Linked DNA regions of Anas platyrhynchos: region 1 is linked to region 2. The links are chromatin contacts, called in public Hi-C maps. All regions are on one chromosome and are shown on one strand. The core of a region is the stretch at or near the end of the contact, and the rest is flanking DNA. Distances in the headings are between cores, read along the strand shown. Region 1 overlaps MXI1 (MAX interactor 1, dimerization protein). Region 2 overlaps XPNPEP1 (X-prolyl aminopeptidase 1).

Evidence for each region. Hi-C and Micro-C count contacts between places; a contact is called where the count stands out from the background.
Region 1: a contact with region 2 is called in a Hi-C map of subcutaneous adipose tissue, with 1.9 times the contacts expected there. The contact joins two enhancer-like sites. A contact is called at or near these places in 3 of 8 Hi-C or Micro-C datasets (liver, skeletal muscle and subcutaneous adipose tissue).

Annotation. Positions count from the first base shown.
Region 1 is chr6:30,861,524-30,868,219 of IASCAAS_PekinDuck_T2T, forward strand. MXI1 (MAX interactor 1, dimerization protein) reads left to right here. Exons shown (of 6, transcript XM_027459943.3): 4 at 3,598-3,712; 5 at 5,331-5,502. Among named protein-coding and RNA genes, the nearest start is that of SMNDC1, 21 kb to the right of the region's middle. Within about 2 kb of position 4,993, at least 1 of the 8 cell types and tissues checked has an H3K27ac peak or open chromatin away from gene starts, as enhancers often do. A contact at or near this core is called in subcutaneous adipose tissue, where this site is marked.
Region 2 is chr6:30,666,381-30,673,086 of IASCAAS_PekinDuck_T2T, forward strand. It overlaps XPNPEP1 (X-prolyl aminopeptidase 1), which reads right to left. Exons shown (of 20, transcript XM_072039773.1): 20 at 5,227-5,786. The coding sequence ends at 5,658. It overlaps LOC113844028 (a long non-coding RNA gene), which reads right to left and starts at 165. Exons shown (of 3, transcript XR_003498104.3): 1 at 1-165. Within about 2 kb of position 4,706, at least 1 of the 8 cell types and tissues checked has an H3K27ac peak or open chromatin away from gene starts, as enhancers often do. A contact at or near this core is called in subcutaneous adipose tissue, where this site is marked.

The DNA of each region.
Region 1 (6,696 bases), core at 3,743-6,242, 200 kb after region 2:
CTATTCGCCCTGAAATCCAAACAAAGTTGGTGCTATCCAATTTCAGGGTTAAATTAGACTCGACTTTGAAAAGGTGAAGAGGGAGGAGGGCAGAGAGGGAGGCTGGCGATCATGATCTTCTCGATGTTAGGACCTTCCTTGTGCTGGTGCTTTTGGTGCTGCTTTTTCGTTCTGTTTTGTTAACTTTTCTTGGAGATCAAACATCTGATCTAGCTTCGGTGGGACCTGAGTGAATTCCTGCACTGAGCATGTGCTGAGTCTGTTGTTGAACTCAGGCCCTGTGGACCTGCAGGCATGGTACGAAAGTATGTGGGAAATGCTTCCCTTTTCCCTCCGATGCTCTCTTCTTTCAACAGGAGTTAGAATTCAGCAAAATTAGAATTCAGAGAAACTTTCTTGGTTCAGTTTCCATCGCTTCTGCCCGTGATGGAAGAAAAACCCCTCGCTGTAGCAGCAAAGCAGCTGCGGTCCCACCAGGGATGTTCACAAAAGCTGGTGGCTTTTGTGCCCTGCTTGCTGTGGTGCCTGGTGGGGGAGAGGTCGAGCCCTACCCTAGCCCCTCAGACACATCCCCAGAAGAGCGGGGTGAGGAAGCGGGGATTTTTTTTTTTTTTTTTTTTGCAGCCAGCCCCGTTCCCGCAGTGCAGTTGCGATGCAGGCAAAAAGGAGCCCGGCTCCTGCAGGGGGACTTGGCTGCGGGCTGTGCAGTGAGCCAGCTGAGGCGAGGAGCGAAAAGCGTGCAGAAATCAAGGTTTCCTCCCAGCGCTTTATATAACCCAAGCGGGTGATGTCACTGGGTGAGGAGAGGAGAGGGAAGGAGAGCGGGCTGTGAAGTTGCAGCCCTCTGCAGCCCGGCAGAGCCAAGTGCAGGGGGAGGCACAGAGCCAGGTTGCTCCGCTGGGGGGGGGCACGGGGCAGAGCCTGGGGGCTCGGAGGAGGATGGAGGGGGAGTGTTGGGGGCTGGTGCATGCAGGTAACCCAAATCCAGCTGGAGGATGTCAGGGTGAAAGAGGGGAGAGCCTCCTCCTGTCAGGTGCTCCCCGATTCCCTTTGCGTGAGCCTGCACATGCAGCACCCGCCTGTGCTCAGCATGCAGCTGGGGGAGCCTGGTTTTGCCAAAGCTGCCGAGGCAGGAGGGAGGGCTCCGGCTGCTCCCGTCTCCCCTGCAGGCAGCATGCAGAGGCTTCAGCCTTGCCTGGAAGTGCAGTTTCCTCCTCTCTTCCTCTGCCTTCCCTGGGACTGGGGCAGCGAGAGGCAGCAGCGCTTCACACCCAGCCAGAGTTACTCCTCTGGTACATAACAATAGGGACATTTAGGCTTGTTTTCCCAGATACTGGCAGATGCCTCAAATATTGCCATAATCCAGTGGCTTACAGGGGAAGCTGTCGGGCTCTGTCTGGAGCCTGCCCAATGCTGGCATTTCCACCGAGCCCGAGAGCCCGCAGTGCTGCTGAAACCAGGTAAACAAGGGGAAAGGCGTCCCTGTCAGGGCTTGACCTTGGGATTCCAGCTGCTCAGGTACAGCTACGGGACTTGATAGGGAAGATTGATAGCTTTGTGGCTGCTCTCCCTCTCTCTGAACCAGATGCAAATGGGAAAATGGGGACCGTGTGCGCTGGGGAGGCAACTTTCTGCCAGCTTGTCCGGTCCTTCTGCAGACGAGCCCTCCAGATCTTTCGTCCCCTCTCTGCCCTTGCTTGCAGAGCGACTTCCTTTGATCCGCCGTGGTCCTGGGGCACAAGGCAAACTGGTGGGTGCCGTGCTGCTGGTACCTGCTGCCATCCTTTCAACCTGGGTCTGGGTGATCGCTGCGTGCTCATGCCCAGAGCTGTCTCTGGTCCCCAGGACCTGGTTCCTGGTGCGGGGCCTTCCCCTGTTCCAAAAACCGGTTCAGAGACCCAGAATGTCCTTAAGGGGGTGACTTCATCCTTGTCCTCGTCCTCTCTCTGGTTGCCAGACGTCTGAGCAGCCTCCCCAGGAGGATGGGCGCAGTGTGCCCCAGCAGTGCCCTGCCACTGCTGGCCCTACAGGTACCGGGCAAAGCACCTGCGGTGGGTTGGGTGCACACAGCCCCCGTTCACCAGCCTGTGTGTCAAAAAGGGGCTTCCAGGTAGCTAAAACCCAAACCGGAGTCAGCCATATGGGTTTAATGCCAGCACAGTTTGCCCTGGAGCAGTCTGAGGAGGAACAGAAGAGCGATGCTGTTTTCTTCTGTAGTTTTTTGTTTGATTCTTCTGATTTTTGGTCCTTCCCCTGCTTCCCCAGTTGTTAATATTTAATGAAAAGCACATGGTCATCAGGGCTCTCGCTGGCCGTACGCAGCCCCGTGGCTCTTCTGGAGACAGAATGATGGACCCTTTGTGAGGAGATTTATAACAGAAATACTGAGGGGCTCCCAGCCCCGCCAGCGAGAGCTCCTCGGCGCTGACAGTTCATCAGCAGAACCCCTGACCCCTCCACCCTTAATCATCCTTGCTTGTCACTGACATAATTGCCTGATTACAGACTCCTCTCCCCCACCCCTTTCAAACCGGGAGCAATGGTGAATGTGAAAAACAAATGGAAATGAACTGTCCATGCTCTTTATTTTTTTTTTTTTTTCCCCCTGCACTGAGACGGCTCGGGCTGCGATGCCGTTTCTTTGTGTCTGAGCAGGGCTCGGGATGGGCTTTCAGGACCCTTTTGCACCGGTGTTGCTGGCATGTGAATGGCGAAGATGATGTCATTGTGTTATTGATTGGGATGACAAGTTTGGACATAAATCATTAATGTCTGGGAAAGAGAGAGGGAGGAGGAAAAAGGCAGCCCATGAGATGGCTTTCCATAAATCTGGCCTTCGTTCCTGCATTCGCGGTGCAGAGCGGGATCGGCGGGAGCAGTTCTCCTGTGCAGCCTGAGGATGACGTGCTTTACTGCTCCTGAACCATTTTCCCCATGTTTTCATATTCTGCAGAAAATGGCTCAGGCCATCAGCAGTGCTGTCATGCTTGAAATCCTCTTTGGAGAGGTGCTCCAAGGTCAGCAGGGTGACCTGGGTCCAAGGAAGGAGTACGGGTGCTATGCTTGGGAACTGCAGTCCTTCTAACTCTTTTAACTGCCAGCAGGGAGTGTTTAGGGGTGTTGGGCTAACCGTTTTGCTATTTCCTTCTTCAAATTTTGTGCGATGAAATGTTAGAGCTGTTACTTAGATCACAGCAATGTGCAAGTGGGCTGTGGGTAGCGGTCATTCCGAAATGCCTCCACAGACGTTCCCAGCACAGCAGCAGGTAGCTGGGAGAGAGATGAAGCCTCCAAGATAACCGTACCCTTTTGTGCCTCGTCTCCGCACAAAGTTCATCCATTGAATCAGATTAGCAGCTTAAATGGCAAGAAAACAAACAGCATGTGCCAGAGGTTAGCAATCGTGCGAGTGTTGGTGGGCAGCTGCTGTTTGCAGTGTAAATAGCTCGGAGCAGCCCATCCTGGCACCTGCAGGGAATCTCGTGATGTGTAGGGACAGAAGGAAGCATGAGAAGTGCCTCCTAGAAGGGAGGCAGAGAAGGAAATGGCTTTCCCTTCCTGAAAGCACGGCTCTGACCTCCTCTTCTCTCCTTGCAGCCGAGCTCACCTCCGCCTGTGTCTCGAACGCTTGAAAGTTCTGATCCCGCTCGGACCAGACTGCACCAGGCACACGACGCTTGGGCTGCTCAACAAAGCCAAAGCACATATCAAGGTAAGAGCTGCTTCTCCCAGCTGCTTCCTGGCGGGGCTGGTTTGGAACTGAAATCCCATAGCTTCTGCCATGGGCAGGGACACCTCCCACCAGACTGGGCTGCCCAAAGCCCCATCCAGCCTGGCCCTGAGCACCTCCAGGGCTGGGGCAGCCACAGCTTCTCTGGGCAGCCTGTGCCAGGGCCTCACCACCCTCTGAGGGAAGAATTTCTTCCTAATATCTAATCTAAACCTACCATTTTCTAGTTTAAAACCATTTCCCCCTTGTCCTATCATGACACTCCCTGACAGAGTCCCTCCCAGCTTTCCTGTAAGGCCCCTTTAGGCACTGGCAGGCTGCAGTGAGGTCTCCCCAGAGCCTTCTCATCTCCAGGCTGAACAGCCCCAGCCCTCTCAGCCTGTCTCCATAGGAGAGGAGCTCCAGCCCTTTGATTATCTTCATGGCCCTCCTCTGGACTCGTTCCAATACTTCTAATACTCGTTCTAATTCTTAACTACTGGCAGTACACGTGGATACGTTAATATACATAGATAGCTATTATTTACATTTTATGTGTGTGTATATATAGAAAGCAATAAGCTAGCATTGTCTCCTCGGTTAATCATTTATCATTACTACAAACCACATTGTTGGGAGAGTCCATGATGAACTCTGGTACCTGTGGGGATGATTGATTTGGAAAGCAGGGGCCTTATTCTGTATCATGATCAGTTGTTGCCAGCAACAGCTCTTAGAAGGAAAACATACCTGCTGGTGAGTGACCCCATTTGGATGGGAAATGCACCTTTTCTGATGTGCCAGCGAGTTTCCATTGCCAAAAACATTGGTGCAAATCCCAGGAGGGTAAGCCAGGGCTGGCCTGATGAAGTTCCACGTGGGAACCAGCCAGCCCAGCACTCATCTGGTTTCACTCCTGGCAGAGTGAAGCCCAAAGAGAAAACGCAGCATTGTCAGTATCTGGAGAAGGCTGAAACCCTTTGTCACAGCCCAGGATGGTGGGAGGGAGGATGGGTGGCGAAGGAGAAAAAGCCCTGCTGAAGGGACAGGGTTAGCCTGAAATGACTCCTCCTTATGCAATGTGCTCGTTGCAGGAAACAAAGAACAGTGCCCTGGTAGATTTCCCAGCTGTGATCAAAGAAATCTGTAGTAGGTTATGTAAATCACTTACTAAATAGAAAACTGTTTCTGAGAAATCCTGCTAAACCATGCAGCAAGGAACAGAGCTCCCAGGGCACGTTTTGATGTGACAGTTGTAACGCCGGGCTGGTTTGGGTAAGGGACTCGAGGCCCCTTTGTGGGCAGATGTGGTAATGCAGGGGGCTGAGCTCAGGCAGAATGACCCACAAAACGCTACACATCCTGTAGTTTCCTCTGGAGAGGCTGTCTTCAAAGCCTTTTGATACCAACGTGTGATTTATCAGAGCTTGGGAACGGGAAGAGTTGTGAGGAGGCAGCACAACTCCTGGGGACAGGAAAGCAGCTTGTTTCAGAGCTCTTTTGCAGCTTAAATCCTTCTGGGACCTGGGAACGTCTAAGTAAAGCAGGTGGCTGGACAGTGGAGGTGGGAGGGAAGGAGAAAAGAATGAAACTCTTACTGAGCCATATTTGATCATGTCAGAAACTTGAAGAGACCGAGAGGAGAAGCCAACACCAGCTTGAGAACCTGGAACGAGAACAAAGATTCCTAAAGAGAAGACTGGAACAGCTACAGGGGTCTCAGGAGATAGAGCGAATACGAATGGACAGCATTGGGTCTACCATTTCCTCTGATCGCTCGGACTCGGAGCGAGGTGGGTGCCACCGGGCTGACCAGGAACCCCTGAGACTCTGGGAAGAGGGGCAGGAGGCGGATCCATTTCTTGTCTCAGCTACCCCCTTCTCTCTGACTTCTGATATTCAGGCTACTGATTTTGCTCCCACACGTACACGCATACACGTGCACACACATATATGTGAAAAGTTTTGCCTTTTGCGTGTTGCCATTGTCATCTCAGGATGATTTCGGTGGCATTTAAAGTGATCTGTTTTTCTGAAGAGCTCTAAAATTCAAAAGCATCAGTTACACAGAGTAATTTGCAGTGCTCACAAGATGGTAGATAAATACTTGATGCTAAAGGTGTGATACTTATTGTCCCTTTTTTGTGTCTCTCAACAAACAACACAAAGGGAACATCTAAGAAAGATATTACTGGGGCTGGAGCAGATGTTGCAAAGCAACTTCCATGCTCTCCCATGTATTTCCTGTATTTGGGCCCACCATGGCATAACCAAGCAAACAGAGCTAAGCAAACTGACTCTAAAAATTCCAAGAATCATTCTACCACCACCCCCCTTTCTTTTCCAAGCTTCCCGTACTGTTCGTCTCAGTTAAAACTGGATAGAGATGGTCTGAATGGCTAACTGAGTTCATGTAACTTCCTTTTTTGAAACACCTCTGCTGTGGATCCCAGGTGGGCACAGTAGATAGTTTGATATTTACTAACAGACTCAAGCACGCCATGTAGCTTACGTTTGAGTCTACAGTTTGGAAAAAAAAATCCTTTTGGGAAATTCCTGAATGCTATGGAAATCAAGATGTCTGATTGACTAGTTATCTGCTTTCTAACATCCTCTTAAACAGGATTTAAGCTGTTAGGTCCACTCAGTATCTCTGAAAGTAACTCAAACCCTCATCTAAATGCATTATAATGCCCGTTAAAGTGAGTGGTCCCGTCTTTGGTAAAGTGATACCAATCGAGTAGCGTGTCACAGGCAAGGGTAACTTTAAGGGTAACTTCATGCTCTGTTTTGTTTTTTTTTTTTGTCCTCTGTTTTACCTGTGATTTCTTTTTTTGTTTGTTTGTTTCCACACTGGGGTGATACCATTCCAAAGAGCAGAGGCAGAATAACAAGTTCAGTGCATGAGATGGCCCACCTCTGCTGAGAGTGTGTTTTTGGAGTCAAGCCCCTTTGCAAAGTCCCTATGAAAAGCTACAGGCTGGTAG
Region 2 (6,706 bases), core at 3,456-5,955:
TGGGGACAAAGTGCATTTGAACAGCAGACCACATTTGGCTTGGTCAGCCTCAGGAAGCAGAAAAACAGTCATTTGCAGCCAACACTGTTTTTGGGGATGGTTTTGAACTTTTTAGTGATGGGGGTGTGCCAGGTGCTGAGAAGCACTGCCCCAAGGGAACCCTGTGGAAGCTGCAGCCAGCCCAGCCCCAGCCAGGTGCACCAAATTTCTATGAACTGAGCCCAAACGTGCCCCCCCTCTGCCTAATGTTTTGCAGGTGTTTGACCATTTACATCAGATCAGCTTCAGCTTTTGAGGACTCAGTGGGGTTTGCTCAGCCTCCATTTCCCTGTGTCAGGAGGCAGAAATGGTCTCAGCACTGGAGGGGTGATTCAAGTCCCTGTCCTCCAGCCAAGCCTACCACAAAGGGCTGTGGCTGGAGAGCTGTCACTTCCCCAGTGGACATGCCAGCGACACACCCTCACAGAGGCCCCGCCAGCCTCCAGCCAGCAAAACCTGATGGTTAAAGCCCACCTCTGAGCGTGGTTTTGCTGATGGCTCATCTCACAAGTTCCTCCTGGAGGAAGGACAAGAAGGAGCTTGTGGGCAGCGATCGAGGTACAGCTGCTCTTCAGCAGCTCATTTGGAAGCCCAGCCAAGGAGAAAGAGCAATTTGAGTAAATGAACAAATAGGTCTAAAATGGCCTCAAATAGCTTTTGGCTGTAAATTAGGAGACACCTAACAGAGCAATGTTCTTGAGTCACTTTGCACAAGGCACAAGCAGAGGAGAGAGCCCCCCGTGCCTGCTGTTTACAATGGAGCCAGGTGAGCTCATGAAGGAGCTGCCCCAAATCCCTTCCTCCTCATGGAGCAATGCAGAGAAACCTTAAGAAACAAGTTTTTTATGGGGTCAGGCAGCATTATGTTCCTGTTTCTTTCCTATGCTAATCCTTATCAGACAGCTGATGCTTCACTGCGTCGCAGAAGCAACCATGTCCATGGGCATCCGCCACATCCCAAATTTAGAACACTTTTTAACAAGCTAGGAGAAGCAAAATAAACAGCACTTGATCTGCGAAGCTTCCCATTCTTGACAGCGTCCCCAGAGGTGGTGGAAAGCCGAGGAGATAGCTCCTTTCTTTAATTGGTACATTAAAATTCTTCCAAGCCGCTACACAACTGTTAATAGGCAACTTAATTAAGTACTAACCCAGTTCATATTTCCACCCTCCAGAGGCTCTTGTTTCTTTTTTTTTTTTCTTTTTTTCTTATTACAGCCAAAGCCATAGGGAGTTTTGTCCTTATCGTGTAAAACAAGCTGAGGGCACTGACACCAGACAATTTATTTAACTCCTGATCTCAAGACACCTCTGCCAGATGCCCAGGCCAGCACTTTCTTCCCTAAAAAGAAGACTTGGAGAAATGATCTGTCTCCTTTTGCCACTCTACAGCAAGGGGTCCTGCTGTCCCCGTTTGAGCAGAAAACCTTCAAAGCAGATTAATTACTTCCCACAAGGCAGAAAAAAAAAAAAAAAAAAAAAAACAAAAAGGGAGCAGACCCAGGACTCTGGGAACAAGGTGCGAATTGCTACAAGTCAGCAAAAATAAATGGCGAAAATCCTCAGCAGCAGCAGCAGTCGATTCACCCCTGCTGGGTGCCAAAAGGAGCCGCTGCCAGGCAGTGACAGCTCCTCTCCAGACATCGGGTGTGAGCACACAGGCGTGTTTTAGGCAGTTGTGTGACGTATTTTAGGCAGTTGTGTGACTGAGTAGCCTCCTGCAGCCTCGCAAGAGCACCCCGCAAATGCAGAGAAGGGGCAAAGGAAAGAAGGTGCCATCTCCTGGTCCCGAGGGCTTCCATACCTGGCTGCTCCAACCACCTGGCTCTTGTTGCTATCTGCTGAAGGGATCACAGGAGGGAGTCCCAACATCATTGTAGGGCAACTAATTCCCTGCGTGCAGCTTAAATGTCAGGCTGGTTTGATGGGGCTGCCAAGGAGGTCCTCAGCAATGGTGTTCTCAGTTTTCCTCTTCTTTCTAAGGCCAGGCTGGGGTAAATCAAAACCTGCTTCAACGGCTGCCGTGTAAAGTGAACAAATAGTGGGGTTTCCATTACAGGTGAAATATGAGCCATTAAAAAAAAAAAAGGAAAAAGAAAGAAAGAAAATGGGATTTCACTGCTGCCAGGCACACTTATGGTAATACCCACAGACAGAGGAAGGAGATGTGACTGCAGAGAAGCCAACCAGTCTGCTAGGTTAGGGAGTGAAGGAGCATTTGTTGCTCGAGATGAATGAATATGAATCCTTCTGCTCAAGGAGAAATGGTCTGTTTGTCTCAGAAGCCTTGTACACCAGCAGGCACATTGCCAATGCGTGCGTCATGATTCGTGATTGAATGGTGAAGCTGATGGGGATTTTCCTCCCTGAAAAATAGGGTCTGTCTCCTGCTGTACCATTTTTATTCCAAGGGAAACAAAGGGTTTGATTGCCCCTAAACACAGTTGTAGTGCTAGAAATCTCCAGCTATACTAACGTTACCAAACAGCTGGGCAAGGGACAGTGAGGGAAGTGCTCTGGCAACACAAGTCAAGGCGGCCATATAGACATCAAATATTTTGCTGATGTACTGTCCCATGGGTAGAGACACAATCAGGAGGCCATGGTGACAAACTGCCCCCTTAGATCCTGGGTTGAATGGAAGGATTAAGCCAGACAGGTTGCCCCAGCAAGCACCCCTTTGACCGGGACTGCATGAGGAGCAGAAATGTGCCTCGTTGCATCATCCAAAAAGGGGAGACACCCAATGGGTTAAAAAACTGCAAAACCATATGCGTTAAAAACAGACCACTAAGCATATTGTTGAAAATGCCCATTCCTCCCCACACTGAAAAATTAAAAAAAAATAATAATAAAAAAAAGCCACTATGGAAAGAAAATAGTAATAACAACAAAATGAAATAATATGGTAATTTTCGTGAGGAGCATAATCTTACAGTCATTTCTGTGGATGGCACATACAAAAAGAAAACCTAAACCTGACAGAAACTTGCTTTCCTTTCCTTTTTTTTTTTTTTTCCTTTTGCCAGCAGAAATGAAGACAGAGACCACCCAGGAAAAGCAGACACTGAAGAAATAAATCAGAACCTGGAAAAAAAAAAAAAAGCCAAATTTAATTTTCTGAGAAAGAAGTAAGGATCTCCTCAAAGATCTCCTCATTGGGTCCAAGGCACTTCAGCAAACTCCCTGCAACAAAAGCCCACAGGGTCAAAGTGGTACAAGACGACCTGCTGGGGCTCCCCAGGCTGGTCCCTAGAGGAGCTAAATCCAGATATTCCCATCTCTGTCCCTGTGTGCTGGAGGGATTTTGGGATGGGAATGCACCAGGAATTTCTGGGACGTGGGTGGGAACCACCCCACTTGGTGTATGACTGTGAAGAGGGAATCCATGTGGGAAAAAGCCTAGTTGGGCACTGCCAGGTTTGAATGGCCCCAAGTGCTGTTGGTGTCACGTCTCCCCTCCCCGCTGAGGTGCCTGAGCCAAACACGGTGACTGCGGGTTTGAGACAGGACTAGAGCTTCCTCGGCTGCTCTGTTTGATAGAAGTCATCCTCTTCTGCATTCCCTCAGGAAACATTTGCCCTGAAGTTTGAGCAAGGAGAAATCTACCCTTAGTCTTTGGTCTCTGCCAGGACAGCCAGAATGCTGTTGTTGGGAACACACACAGCCAGCAGCTCAGACCCCTTGTGGGTTTATGCTGACCACCAAAGCTTCCTGCATGAACTTCCACCGCCACCCTGGAAGGCAGCTGCTTGCCCGCAGACAGTAGCTCACGCAGCCTGGCGAGGCTGCAGCACTCAGCATTGCTGCACGCAATGATTTTGCAGGGAAATTCCCCTTTTGTCACAGTACAACCTGCTCAGATCCACCGCTCGGTCTTTGATCCTGTAGCACCGTCAGTACCAGCAGCAGTAATTTGGGCAAAAACATTTCTTCCACAGGTGCAATCTGTTTTAGTTGATAGCACATACTCCTGAGACACTGGGGACTGCTTGATGTGTGAGCAGGGTTTCCCACAGACCCAGCTGAAATGACAGCTAATACTTGCATACTTGCAGGTGGTGGTGGGAAACTGCGTGGATATTTAAATACAGACACACAGCTGCAGAGGCTGTAGCATCAAAAACTTTTAAACCACTTACTACACTTTTATTTTTACACTTTCTTGGATAGCATAGCAAGGAGACGAGGGAACATTATTTCCTGGAATATTTCTCTTCCTTTCTCTTCCAAGTTTTGTTTGGCTACATGGTACTGCTTCCAATTTCTACATCTCTTGAGGGATACACCAATTTCATGCTATTTAACAGAGATTAACATTTCCCTCTTGGAATTACAATAATTATTTTTTTAAAAAGAATTATCTAAACATTTCCATTTGCACAGACCATTTCCTTAAAGTGTCAGGAATGTGAGTTACTATTACCCAACTGTCCCTTTTATATTTAATACCGAGTTTTAGTTTGATTGAAACACTGTAGGTAAGTGTTAAGAACGTTTCTTTTAGTAGGTATATTCTTACAAAACCATTTGGCCTTAAGGACAGTGCTCTGATGGGGCTGCATACAGTGACTTTCCAGAAGCCAGCTGAGAAGACTGCAGAGCAGAGCATTCTCCCTCCCAGCTGAAGGGAGGGAAGAGCCCAAACCTGCATTTGCCTTGCAGTAGTTCTCTTAACCACTAGATGTCTTTGTGCACTGCCTAGCACTCCAGAGCACTGCTCCTGGTGTCCAGGGCCTGACTGATTTTGTATGAAAGTTGCAGAGAGGCCTTCGTTTGTCCATTGCATTTTTTATTTTTAACTTAATAATTGCCTTGTATCCAGAAGAGCTGTAATCCCACAATACTGCCTACACATCCTGCACTGCCACAGGTTATACAAGTACTCCGTGAATAACAATAGACAGTAGTGGTCTGGGTGCTCCACAGGCACAACCCTCCACCAAGTGTCACTACATCCCTTCCACGATCTGTCACAAAGCATAGACAGAAGTGATAGCTCCCACCAGGCCTTTCCATAACATCTGCCCAGCTCCTAGCACAAGGCAGCTCCATACACATATATGCAGCTCTATTTCTTCACTGTTCGAGCAGGATGCACACAAATGTGGAATGATCTGGTCCTTGCCCTCTTTTAAGCTGTCCAACCCGATATATCACTGATTACAAGAGAAGCCAGACAGAAAATAACGTGTTGGAAACTTTTATTCAGTAATCAGTCCTGCTGTTTGGGTAGCATCCCAGCAACTGGAACCCAAGTATGTAAAAATACTGAGTTTTCATAGTGAAAAACCACACCATATAAAATATTCCAGTATTGTCTCTTAGAACCATTATTTCAAGAAGACCCCTGTTTCAAAGGCAACATGCTTATTTATTTTGTTTGCTTTCTATTCTCAACCTCCCCCCTGCTCAAAAAATGTTGAGACAGTAACCCTCCTTACCCCCATGCTACCTGCCAACTCAGGGGAGGAGGAAGACACTAAATGAGATCCCCCTTCTGATTTCCAAAGGCTTATCGACAAAATTTCTCCCAGTGGTGTCAGGGGCCAAGAAGACGTAGATTACAGTGACACCAAGCAGTCCTGATGTCCCCTGTATCGAAGAAAACCGTGGTCCTACTGAACTCTGATCAGAGGCTCTGTCTCCCGGATGAGCCATTGAAGAGCTTCAAGCCGACCTTGCCTCTCCAGCTCTGCTCCAATTACCTCCCGGCACTTCTGATGATAGTCATTCACCCAGTTCAACTAAAGAAAGGGAAAGATATGACAGTCAGCATGAATGCAGAATAGCTGCTGCCTTTAGAAGGTATGTATAGCCAGAGACATTAGTAGGCCACTTTGAGATGGGCTGTTAAGCTAGGATAGGATCTTGTCCCAGAGGCAGACCTCTAATATATGGAAGTGACTTAAATTCGGTAAATTTGATGAGGGTAGGAACTGAAGCAATTAGTCCTGAGTTTTCAGAGGAACTAAGGTTCAGTTCAACTGATAAGTATTTAAAGTCTCTGCAAATCACTGCCTCCAGCAAGTCAGAATAGCTACCATGGCACAGTCTACTAAATAGCTTTGCAAATTTGTAACTGAACAATGCAGTGATGAGATACGAGTAGCCTATTGATCTCAACAGGTAACCTTAAGGTAGATAGATCTTGGTATCGTTCAGTCCTCTTCAGAAAAAGAAAATACAAATTGGATTACCATTCAGAAAACTAGGAGAGACTGAAGAAAAATGGACAATATGATAGAAAACCAGGATGAAACATGCCAAGGTGAAGGTAGAGGGAAACCTAAACAGAAAGCTGTGGTGGTAAAGCTATTTAGGAAATGAACGCTGCTGAGCAAGTATCCTATCTGCTCAGAGTCCATATGCGCTGATAAATGTGGCATGGCTAAATGGGACCGACCATGCGGAGACACAAATAGCACCATGGGACAGTCATCAGTGTAAGTCTCTGGGGAGACAGCACAGGAGTCTGACAGAAGCAAACGAAGGCAAGAGTAGGAAAGACTATATGTAACAGCAAATACCATAGCAAAGGAACTACCAAAACAACATCACTAGAGTGTCCTTGCTGCCCTTGTCATAGAATGATTTAGATGGGAAGGACCTCTAGAGAGCTCATCTACTCTGTTCTCCCTCTCAAAATTGGATCATTTAAAATTTA